2 separate regions of the Sus scrofa genome follow, and region 2 is linked to region 1. The links are chromatin contacts, called in public HiChIP or PLAC-seq maps. All regions are on one chromosome and are shown on one strand. The core of a region is the stretch at or near the end of the contact, and the rest is flanking DNA. Distances in the headings are between cores, read along the strand shown.

Region 1 (5,672 bases), core at 580-3,079:
TATTGAATAATATCTACTGAGGGTTTAGTAAGAGTCAGAAAACACAAAAGACTGAAAGATACGTTAGAATGTAATTGCCTTAAAGGAGTTCAGCAAGTAAAAAAAGAAATTATGGTCTAGAAAAGTCTTTAGAAAGGTCAATTAGTAACTCAATGCCATCTAAGTGCTGGTTTTACGCAAAAGACAATTTAATATGGACAAACAGGTCCTGTTCAGCACTCCATAACTAAAAGAATAAAACAGCACTTTATCACATGAGAAGTTAAAATAACTATCTTTTAAAAGTCCTCTTATTCATCACATGGATGACAAAGTTCAAACTCTCCAGTTGAGACTGCTAAGATTAAAAACTCCTAAAAGCACCTTATCACCATAAATCATCAGGTAACAGAATGACAAATTATGTGAATGACAAATTAACAACAGCAGGAAACACCCTACTACAAAATTGTTTATGATCTTTTAAGAATTACATTTTTGGGAGTTCCCATCGTGGCGCAGTGGTTAACGAGTCCGACTAGGAACCATGAGGTTGCGGGTTCGGTCCCTGCCCTTGCTCAGTGGGTTAACGATCTGGCGTTGCCGTGAGCTGTGGTGTAGGTTGCAGACGCGGCTCGGATCCCGCGTTGCTGTGGCTCTGGCTGTAGGCCGGTGGCTACAGCTCCAATTCGACCCCTAGCCTGGGAACCTCCATATGCCGCAGGAAAAGGCAAAAAGACAAAAAAAAAATTAAAAAATAAAGAGTAAATAAAAACATGGGAGTTTTCTGGTGGCCCAATAGTCAGGATTTGGCCCTTTCACCACTGCAGCCCAGGTTTAATCCCTGGTCTGGGAACTGAAATCCCACATCAAGGTGCTGCAGGTTGTAGCCAAAAAAAAAAAAAAGAGAGAGAGAGAGAATGTGGAGCAAAACAGAACACTGCTGTTAGGAATGTAAAATGCCATAGCTGCTGTGGAAAACCGCATGGCAAGTCCTCAAAACCCGCAGAGAGTTACTGCACCACATGAGCTAGAAATTCCACTGCTGGGTATGCACCCGAAAGAGCTGAAAGTAGGGACACAAACACCCATCTGCACATCTACATTCAAAGCAGCATTATTCACACTGCAAAAAAAGTGAAGGCAACCCCAGCGTTCATCCAGAAAACTGGATAAAGGAGTATTACTCAGTCTTACAGTGGAAGGGGATCCCGACACAGGCTACCACACGGGTGAACCTGGAAGGCATTATGCTAAGTGAAACAAGCAGAGTACTTAAGCCAAATTCAATGAGCCAGAAAGTACAATGGTGGTCGCTGGGGGGCTGCAGGAGAGGGAATGGGGAGTTACTGTTTAAAGGATATGGAGTTTCAGTTTAAGATAATTTTTCCGGATGTGGACAGATGTGAATGTACTTAATGCCACTGAATATAAAAACCATTTAAATGCTGAGTTTTGTTATGTAAATGTTACAACACAAAAAAAAAAAAACAGGGTAGTGCTGTGAGAATGTCATAATCTGATTCAAATTTTCAGAAAAGATCACTTTTAGCAATAATGACCAATGTCTCAATAGAAAAAGCATATTAGGAGTTCCCTTATGATGCAGTGAATTAAGGATATGGCAGTTGTCACTGCAGCCTGGGAACTTTCATAAGACGAAGGCGCAGGGGGTGGGGAGGCATATTAATCAGCCTTCATGGAGTTCCCCTTGCGGTGCAGTGGAAATGAGCCCCACTGATATCCATGAGGACTCATTCAATTCCTGGCCACGCTCAGTGGGTTAAGGATCCAGCGTTGCTGTGAGCTCTGGTGTAGGTTACAGAGACGGCTCGGATGCTGCACTGCTGTGGCTGTGGCGTAGGCCAGCAGGTGCAGCCTAAGCCAGGAGCTGCAGCTTCGGTTCAACCCCTAGCCTGAGAACTTCCATGTGCCAGGTGTGAGGCCCCAAAGAGGAAAAAAACAAATCAGCCTTCAGACAGACTACATTTGCGTGAAGGAAGGATGGAGCATTCCAGAAAAAAATGCCTCAGAGATGCAGAGACAGGTAGCAACATCTTACAATAGAAAATGAAGCTGAAAAGTAAGTTAGAGGAGTTCCCTAGTGATGCAGTGAGTTAAAAATCCAGCGTTGTCATTGCTATGGTATGTCCCTGGCCCAGGAATGTGTGCATGCCAAGGGCGTGGCCAAAAGAAAAGTAAGTTACAGCCAGAGCATAGAAACCCTGAATGCCAATCTAAGTATCAGACCAGTGCGACAACAAGATAGTAGTAAATTTCCCAAAAGAGGAATATCGCTTATATGTAAAGACTGAAGAGCAGAGGGGAAGATGTTAAGAAATTCTACCAACTTTTGCAAACACTGAGAGATCAACAACAATGTTCCAGGAGTTCCCACTATGGTGCAACAAGATGAGCAGGTCTCCGCAGCTCCAGGAAACAAATGAGATCCCCGGCCCAGCACAGAAGGTCAAAGGTTCTGGTGTTAGCGCGGCTGCAGCAGAGGTCGCAACCGTGGCTCAGATCTGACCCCTGGCCCAGGCAGCCAAAAGAAACAAGACAATGCTCTGGATTCTCAGAATAAAAACTGAAGGGAACGGACAAGTGCGCAGAGACGGCTAAGGGACAGAGATGGATTTCTGGAGTACTGATACTTTTCTGTTTCTTGATCTGGATGGTGGCTATGCGTGGTGTTCACTCAAATAATTCATTAAACAAGTTCTCTAATTTGAGCACTTTTCTCCATGCACATTATACTTTAATTTTTTAAAGTTTTATTTAAAATAGGAGTTCCCTGACTCAGAAGTAACAAATCCGACTAGTATTCACGAGGATGTGGGTTCAATCCCTGGCTTGGCTCAGTGGCTAAGGAATCCAGCATTGCCGTGAGCTGAAGCATAGGTCCCAAACTCAGCTGAGACCCTGTGTTGCTGTGGCCATGCTGTAGGCTGGCAGTGCAGCTCCCATTTGACCCCTAGCCTGGGAACTTCCATATGCTATGGGTGTGGCTCTAAAAAAAATAAAAAATAGGAGTTCCCATCACGACTCAGAGGAAATGAATCTGACTATATCCACAAGGACGCAGGTTTGATCCTTGGCCTCACTCAGTGGGTTAAGGATCCGTCTCGCCACAAGGTGCAGCATAGGTCACAAATGTGGCTCAGAATCCAGTATAGCTGTGGCTGTGGTGGAAGCCTGCAGCTTCGATTCAATTCCTAGCCTGGAAACTTCCATATGCCAAAGGTAAGGCCATAAAAAGGGGGGGGTATTTAAGAAATCACCAGTTAGGATGAAGTCATCCATAAGAAATTTACCTAAGGACATTAAAGATGCTACCACAGAATATGTACAAGGTACCCAAGAAACACTGAGATCCAAACTAAAGCCCAGAGTCAGTGACGTCTAAGGTGGGTTTTAAAAAATTTGTTTGTCAGATGGATGAGAAAAAAGTTACTCCTGACAAAAGAAAAAATACGAAAAAGGCACCAAAGCAAACAACACTACAACTTATCCAGAGAACTACAAGTTATTTCAATAATTCAAAGAAGATAATCTAAACTACCATGGAAGGAGTTCCCACCATGGCACAGCAGAAACGAACCCAACCAGGAACCATGAGGTTGCGGGTTCGATTCCTGGCCTCACTCAGTGGGTTAAGGATCTGGCGTTGCTCTGAGCTCTGGTGTAGGTGGCAGACATAGCTCGGATCCCGCATTGCTGTGCCTATGGCATAGGCTGGCAGCTGCAGCTCTGATTAGACCACTAGCCTGGGAACCTCCATATGCCATAGGTGTAGCCCTAAAAAAAAAAAAAAAAAAAAAAAAAAAAAAGCAAAAATAATAATACTGATAAATAAACTACTGTGGAAGCAGAGAGAAGGGCAAAAAGGAATTCATGCTAAGAGGAGAGAGGAAGGAAAGGACTTCATCTGATCAGATCTAGGTTTAAAGAAAGGCTTGGAGATGTCTCTTGGTCCAGTATTCCAGGCCCTCCACTATCTGACTGTCCTCTCATCTGTCAGAGTTCCACTCATAAACCAGACTCCAGAAGAAAAAAGACTCTTTTTATCCTTCATTCAACATGCTTCTATTTTTTTTTTAAACATCTCCAGGCCAGGTACACGCCAAAGGCTAAGGCTATCAGCCTTCAAGGCTCACCTTCTATCAAGAAAGGCCAACAGGCATATCAGTAATAAGATCAAGTGCCATGTACCTGGTGAGAAGAGGTTTGCTACCAGACAGAAAAGTGCTAAGGGGGACTTGAGATATGACTAAAAGCTCATGTAAGTGATGGAATCCAAACTGGGTGTGGGAGCAGAGGAGGAGCAGCAATGAGGAAACAACAAACCAACAGACCCGCCTAGGGCCTAGGCCGCTGCATCCAATCCTTCCCTAAGGCTTATCTCGTTTCTCCAAAGTACAGCTCCCTTTAGCCCCACCACCTCACTCCTACCATCCTCCTGGATCAACCTCCTACTTCTACTAGTGCACAAACACAAGCCTTGCAGGCACCAGCAGGAGTGATCTTCCTAAAAAGGAAATCAGATCTTGAAACTTCCTACAATGGCTTCTCACAGCTCTTAGAATAAAATCCAGGCACGTGACCTGGAGTTCCCTGGCAATCTCATGCCAGGGCTCCTTCCTACCCCCAAAGCATGCATCCAAGCTACACGAACCTTCTCTTAGGTCTCTAAACACAAGGAGTTTTTTGCTATCTCAGGACCTTTAAGATCAGAGGACTCTCCACCACCACCCCCAATATCCAGGTCTGCCTGTCCCGTCACTAACTATTGTTCCTTTTCAGAAATCCCTCAACTCTGCCAGTTACTGCCCATCTCCATATCTAGGTTAGGTCACTTATCTCATTTTGGTCCTGCAGAGTTTGCGAAGCCCCTGGACACTGAAGGAGATCTCTGATGCACAGCTGACCATGTGGGTGAGCTAAGACATCTGCACTCAAAATAGAAGCTTTAGCTTTAGCCCACAAAGTGTTGGACTTCAGCTTACATTTGATGACAGGGAGACTGTACAGAAGTGATCCTCAACCCGGGAGAGGGCACCCCGATCTCTAGGTCACCCCTGGAAAAAGATGTGACTGGTGGTGGGAGAATGATGCCACATCAGTGGTGTGAAGGGCTGAGATACGTTAGAATCTTGGATATAAGTGGTTTGAACAACAACAGAAAGATTAAGAAACAAGAGCCAAAAGTATAAGGAAAACCAGGAGAGATTTATAATCCAATTCCACAAACGCCTTTATGCCCTTTCATGCTTCTTCCCGACAAAACCCCACTGCTGCTCTAACCAGTTCAAATGCCCGTCCCCTCCTGGAAGCCCTCTGGTCTTATCCAAACAAAACTTACTAGATCCCCCTGCACAATTCCACGAGTTTCTCTTATCATTATTATTACGTAAGGTGTGACCCACGCACAAGTTTTTGGTCATTACTGTTGTGGTTCATATCGCCATCGGCCTTGCACTACACCCAAGCTGTGTGTCCCTTCCCTATTACACGGTGGGTTCTTGGGGCAGAGACTATTTCTTAATCAACTGTGGGCCCTTAAGAAAGTGGATAAAAATGATTTTTGTAATTTGATAAAAGTCAGAAAGAGTAAATCACTGGACAAAAGCTATGGATTAAAGTACCACATCCTCACTAAGGTGATTTACAAATCCACACTTTCCTAAAGTGAC
Region 2 (5,991 bases), core at 3,174-5,673, 150 kb before region 1:
GGAAACTGCAGAGGCAACCTCTTGCACCAAAACAGCACTGACACTGCTCAGAAACCCATGCGAGGGGCAAGGAGCATCAGTCTGCACAAGCCGGGCCCAGTTCCCTCTCAGAAGGCAGGCAACTCACCTGGCATTTCACAAAGCAATCATTTTTCTGTATGTTTCAGTCTTTTAAGGTCCCAAATGTCCTTTTTTTTTTTTTTCCACTTTTTTTTAGGGCCACACCCATGACACATGGAGGTTCCCAGGCCAGGGGTCCAATTGGAACTATAGCTGCAGGCCTACACCACAGCCACAGCAATGTAGGATCTGAGCCACATTTTCGACCACAGGTCGCGACAACACCAGATCCTTAAACCCACTGAGCAAGGCCAGGGATCGAACCCACAACCTCTTGGTTCCTAGTCGGATTTGCTTCCGCTGTGCCACGACAGGAACTCTCGGATCCCAAATGCTTAATCTAACCCAATCACCGGTCTTCCCATATGCCAATATAAATATAGAAAAGTTTTCAAATGTTTACTCCACAAGCTGGCTGAATTATGTTATTAACATCTGTATCATAAGGATACTTCAGGTCGTTGCAGAGTAAGGCTTCTAGCTCTTGAATCCAAACACTGGGCATCCGGATGGGATGCGGATGGGTAGCTGTTATTCTTTTCAGCTTGTGGATGATCACCCCGATTCCAGGACGACCACAGGCTGCAGATGACCCTCTACACGGAGGGTGGAGAATGGCCGCTGCCCACCCTCCCTTTGCCGCAAGTGAAGGACACGGAGGGGCGCATGATGCCTCAAGGAAATATCACTGAAAGTTAAGCAAATTTCTCCAAGCTGTATGGACTCCGGATCAGTGTGTTGTCCCCAAGCCTTCTACCTAAAATCCTACAAACAAAACTAAAAAGTAAACCTCATCTATACTCTAAAAAAAAGAAATCGAACCCAGTTTAGCCGTACTTTAAACACTGCTGGCTATACTTTACCTGAGGACAGAGGGCTTCTAGCTGGCTTGCAGACATTCGAACAAGCTTTACACCTTCTTCATTGTTTGAGATGGAACAGGCCAGGTTGGCAACCTAGAAGAAAAGAATAAAAAGATCTTTGAAGATTTTTCTCTTTTGACTGCAAAGGAAAACAAATGAATACCTACCCCATCCCTGACCTTTACAGAACAAAGGACAAGAGCACCAAAGGCGTTTGACTGCTCACAGACTGATTACCTGCATATGAGGACAAATGTTTTAGCTCTGTGCTATCATAACAAGGGATGTACTCTACGTTGGCGGCAGAGCCTTGACAGATCCTAGGGCTTGGAACTGCCCGGCTTTACGCAGGCTCTAACCTGCCTAACACTAACTTCAGAAAGAGGGTCTCCTAGAGTGGGCAGCAATGTGAGAAAAGCTCAGGAAGGGCACCAAAGAATTGTTGGTACCTGCAAATAAAAACGTACTTTGAAGCTGTTCTTCATGGAAGGAAACAGAAATTCTAAGTTGCAACTCTCACTTGACAGGTGAATGATGCTTATGTTAAGCCAAGATGAGGTTTATTTGAACACAAGGCTATTTTTCAAAAAAAAAAAAAAAAAAAAAAAACCAGCATGAACACAACATCAAGATGGACCCAAGGCCATCCTCATCAGAAATGAAAAAGAAACAGAGATGATGTCCCGTAGTCAAGAGCAAAACTGGGAGTTCCCATTGTGGCGCAGAGGAAATCAATCTGACTAGGAACCATGAGATTTCAGGGTTGATCCCTGGCCTTGCTCAGTGGGTTAAGGATCCGGCGTAGCCGTGAGCCCTGGGGTAGGTCACAGACACGGCTCAGATCTGGCGTTGCTGTGGCTGTGGTGTAGGCCGGCAGCTGTAGCTCCAACTGGACCCCTAGCCTGGGAACCTCTGTATGCCAAGGGTGCAGCCCTAAAAAGAAAAAGAAAAAAAAAAAGAGCAAAACTGTCCTTCACCGGTTTCTCAAAAGCACTGACAGCTGGACTGTTTCCTGGATGATGCTACTTTATTTGAACTATAATCTTTACCTTCCCACCCAACCACCTCAACTGCACAACTCCTGTAGCCAGAAACAATCTTGCCACGTTTTATCATACTTCCTCTGCTGAAGCTCTAGCTGTGCTGCGAATGTTGCTCTGAAGCTGCTGCTAGGCCTGTGATCACTTATCCAAGTTTCTAAACGAACAGGCTTGCCAATCCCATTAGCAATCCCAAGGACCCACTGAATACATGGTGCTGAGACACGTCTTCCCCCCAGTCGCAAATTGAGTTATGAATGATAGCGGCGTAGGCAGCTGAAAATCAGAGGCACTTTCTGAGAATTTAAAATGCCAGAGTAAACAAGGGCAATGGCAATAACCTTTGATTTTCACTCCTCCACTCAACTTACGCACATAAAGGCACAAGAAAAATTATATACTATTACTGTTGTTTGCAGTGTTACCGTTAGGGATTATCAGCTTTCTGTAAGACTGCTTGCTAACTATCAGAATCCTGCAATGCCTAATCACAAGGAGAAACAAAAGAAAATGCAATTTCAACACAAAAATGCATGGAACATGAAAATTAAGTCTGATCCTTAATGTTTATAGGCCTTCAAAAATCACACAAAGAAGTAACACTCATGTTCCCTGAAGGTTCTAACTCCACTTTCTGGTGCCAACTGGACCTGAGCAAAAAGGCACTTCTGTCCATGATGACAATCTACAAGGGCTGCTTGGCGATTTCTTTTGTTTGCTTCAAAACTGCTGCAAAATATGACCTAAGCTAATTGCTGCAGAACTTCGAACTTTCAGACATATTATCCCTCAAATGTACATTTCACGATGGCTTCCTGAAGGAGAAGCAGATGTGTTTACGAAGCCACAGCTTCTAACGCTTCGCCGCCTTAAGAAGGCATTTCGAAAACCAAACGTAAAATCTGAGGCTGAGGACTGAACTAGCACGTTGGGACCAACGAAGCTCCCTGGTCCTGCCGCAGTCCCACCACTCAGGAGGCCTGTCACGGGCTGAGATTCAGGAGCGTCCGTCGCTTTCTGCCTTCCAGCATCTAGTCACCCCAGTACAATTTCATATCCTTCCCATCTTATGAATATGTAAAACTTAGAGAAAATATTTAGGTTAAGCAAAACATTCCAATAAACATCATCTACTCCCAACACACGACAGGGGGACTGGCTTCGGCAGAAACGGCCGACCTCTGCACACCGCTGCTGCGGTTTCCAGATTCAAATCCCAACAGAACAAAGATCAGGGAAGACTTGGTCTCCGTTTAGAAGGTCTCTGATGTGCAGCCGCAGCAGGAATGCTCTGCAAGCACACGCGGCCTGTTTCAGGAGCCACCCCGCCTGGCCTGGGAGGAGGAAGCGGGCGCCTGTCACTGACCGTTTTCTCCAGATGAATGAGCTTCAATTCACCCTCCAGGGACAAGGCTACTCACTTCTAACAATGACAAGTGTGCAAATGCAACATGCAGACCACAGCTCTCTGAGAGGCCAACCTCATACACTAGCGCCAGGCGTGACTGCCCTGAGAGGCCAGGGTGTGGGAAAGGGCTTCTTCTTAACTTCGTCCTTCCGGTGGCTCTAGAAATCTGGGACAGCAGCTAACAGGAGACTCAGAAGATTCTATAGCGTGGCTCAGGGACACTCCGAGTGGCTAACGTCCCGAGAACCTGGCAGAGCTGAGACTCTGGAGCGAGATGAACGACATGTGTCATTTGCTCTTGGAATAAATGATATCTTTGCTACCACAGTGACATGAATTTTAATAATTTAAAAGTCTTTGATTCCTGCTGTTATATCAGGTGGGCTAACACTGGCGCGACGACTACCAGCTTTGAAGTCATGGGGCCTCTTCTGCACTCCTTCTAACTGCCCTGCTTCATTTTTCTTGTGGAAGAGCAAAACATTTCAGGAAACTTTCAACTCCCTGATTTAAAAAAAAAAACAAAACAGCCCTGGGCTTTTGCTGGTTTTAGAAGTTGCCCCAGTAATAATCTGTGCTGTGTGGGGAAAAAAATTGTCACAGCCAGGCTGTGAGATCAACAAATATGACATCTGTGCATGACAGAAAAGACAACATTTCAGACATTCAGGAAAGCGCTACAATTTTTTTTACCTAAATAAAACTTATGAAACAAACTTCTGTAGCAGAAAAAAAAAAAAACACCATCATGACAATTTCCCCTTTATCATGCACATGTTGATGACTTTAAATATATTTAAAATTTGTTTAGGTCAAATGCGAGTTATTTCCCACTATCCCTTACCTTGGATCCTTTGCAGGAAGACAAGAAGAACTTTCTTTTTATTCTTGGTAATAAACTGATGACGTACCCGCGTAATAGCCTATACCCATTGTGGAAGTGAAACAAACGAAAAGAACTGTAGAACAGGGAGTGAGTAAGCAGTGACACCACAATCTGAGCAGCAGGCCATAAAGCTCAAGCTCAAAACCTATGTCACTTGCCATGTGACCTTGGGTCATCCACCTAGCACCCAAGTTTTCCTCTCAAAAATGGTTAAACTCTCTGTACTCTCAAAAAGTCCAACTTTTCTAGACTTGTCATGTATGAAGGGAAAAGTCCCTACTGCACAGGGTATAAATCTCAGAACCACTCAAGAAATTTCTAACAATTATTTCCAAACCCACAGAGGAAAGAACGATGGAACAGGGCTTAAGCTCCCATCTTCCCAATTTCCAGGGAAGGGTGGTGGCTATCTTATTAGGAGAAGTAAGATTGCTTACCGAAATGTGAGCACACATGGCTGATAGAAAAGTTCCCAACTGGACTGTGATGATGACTGCACAGTCCTGAAAATTCAGTAATTTAAGCATCCAATGACTTGTACACTTAAAATGAGTGAATTTTATGGTATATAAAATATACCTCAATCTTGCTGTATTTTAAGAAATGCAGGGCTAAGCAGGTGAGTAAATAAGGGAAATAAGCAGAGGCTAGAAATGAGAAAGCAGACATCCAGAGCGGTAAGCAAGCACTGAAAACAGTGTTTATGCAGGGTAAGGGGTGAGCCATTCTGTGACTGAGCACTTGGGGTTTTAATAGCCCAGCACCATGGCCCTCACAAGGCAGATGCCTTAGATGAGACAATCTGCCTTGAGCTGAGACAGCCAAAAGGCAACATCTTGAGTGAAAGGGTGAATTAAGGAAAAAAGTCAACATGAAGAGGAAAAACAGTAGGATGCTTACCCTACACATTTTCTCAAGGAGAAGAAAAGGCCTCTCCTTCTGCAAATTCTAAGCCAAGGCTGGCCCTCTTCAGGGGTTGAGGTATAGAAACTGTATTATTTATACAGCAGAAACCCTTTAGGTTTAGGAAGTCATGTACTAGCGGTATCTGTAAGCAACTGGTATAATATAAAGGGAAATTTTCCCTGACACAAGGTAACCTGAACCCAAGCTTCAAAGAATTCTCAAATGCAAAATGCCAGGAACACGAAGTCACAATAAAGTGCATGAAACACAAAGAAATAAGCCATCTTGAGCAAAAATATGCAAAACAACTGTGTATTCAGATCCATTTCTGCAGATACTCAAATGATCAGAAGTAGAATATTAAAATATGTTTCTTATCTTAACATTTAAATAAAAGAAAGTATACGAAGTATAGAGAGTGAAAAACACACTCAAAAATGACTAGGCAGACTTGAGAAGGATCAAAATAGAACCTCAAAGGAAAAGTACTGATGTTTATCATTTCTAGAAATTTAAAATAATACTGACTAAACACTGCCAAAAAGAGAATTACTAACCTAGAAAGTCAAACTGAAGAAATTATTCAGGAAAGCCAAGACATTTTCATGACATGGAAACCATAAAGGAAATTGAGAGACATGCAAGATAAAGTGAAAAAGTCTACTACTATCTGAAACTGCAAGGATTTCACAAGGAAAAACAGGGAGAATCGGCAGTACTCAAAGAGGTGACAGATGAAATGTTTTCGGCATGGATGAAACATAATTT

What was found. HiChIP or PLAC-seq counts read pairs in DNA pulled down with a chosen protein or histone mark.
Region 2: a contact with region 1 is called in an H3K27ac HiChIP or PLAC-seq map of alveolar macrophages. The contact joins two enhancer-like sites. A contact is called at or near these places in 1 of 47 Hi-C or Micro-C datasets (embryonic fibroblasts) and 1 of 2 datasets of contacts at active chromatin or transcription factors (alveolar macrophages).

The regions. Positions count from the first base shown.
Region 1 is chr2:140,684,053-140,689,724 of Sscrofa11.1, reverse strand. The region is part of intron 1 of CTNNA1 (catenin alpha-1); the gene reads right to left. Among named protein-coding and RNA genes, the nearest start is that of CTNNA1, 4.1 kb to the right of the region's middle. Within about 2 kb of position 1,829, at least 19 of the 83 cell types and tissues checked have an H3K27ac peak or open chromatin away from gene starts, as enhancers often do. A contact at or near this core is called in alveolar macrophages, where this site is marked.
Region 2 is chr2:140,834,218-140,840,208 of Sscrofa11.1, reverse strand. CTNNA1 (catenin alpha-1) reads right to left here. Exons shown (of 18, transcript XM_003123988.6): 10 at 984-1,076. Among named protein-coding and RNA genes, the nearest start is that of LRRTM2, 27 kb to the right of the region's middle. Within about 2 kb of position 4,423, at least 2 of the 83 cell types and tissues checked have an H3K27ac peak or open chromatin away from gene starts, as enhancers often do. A contact at or near this core is called in alveolar macrophages, where this site is marked.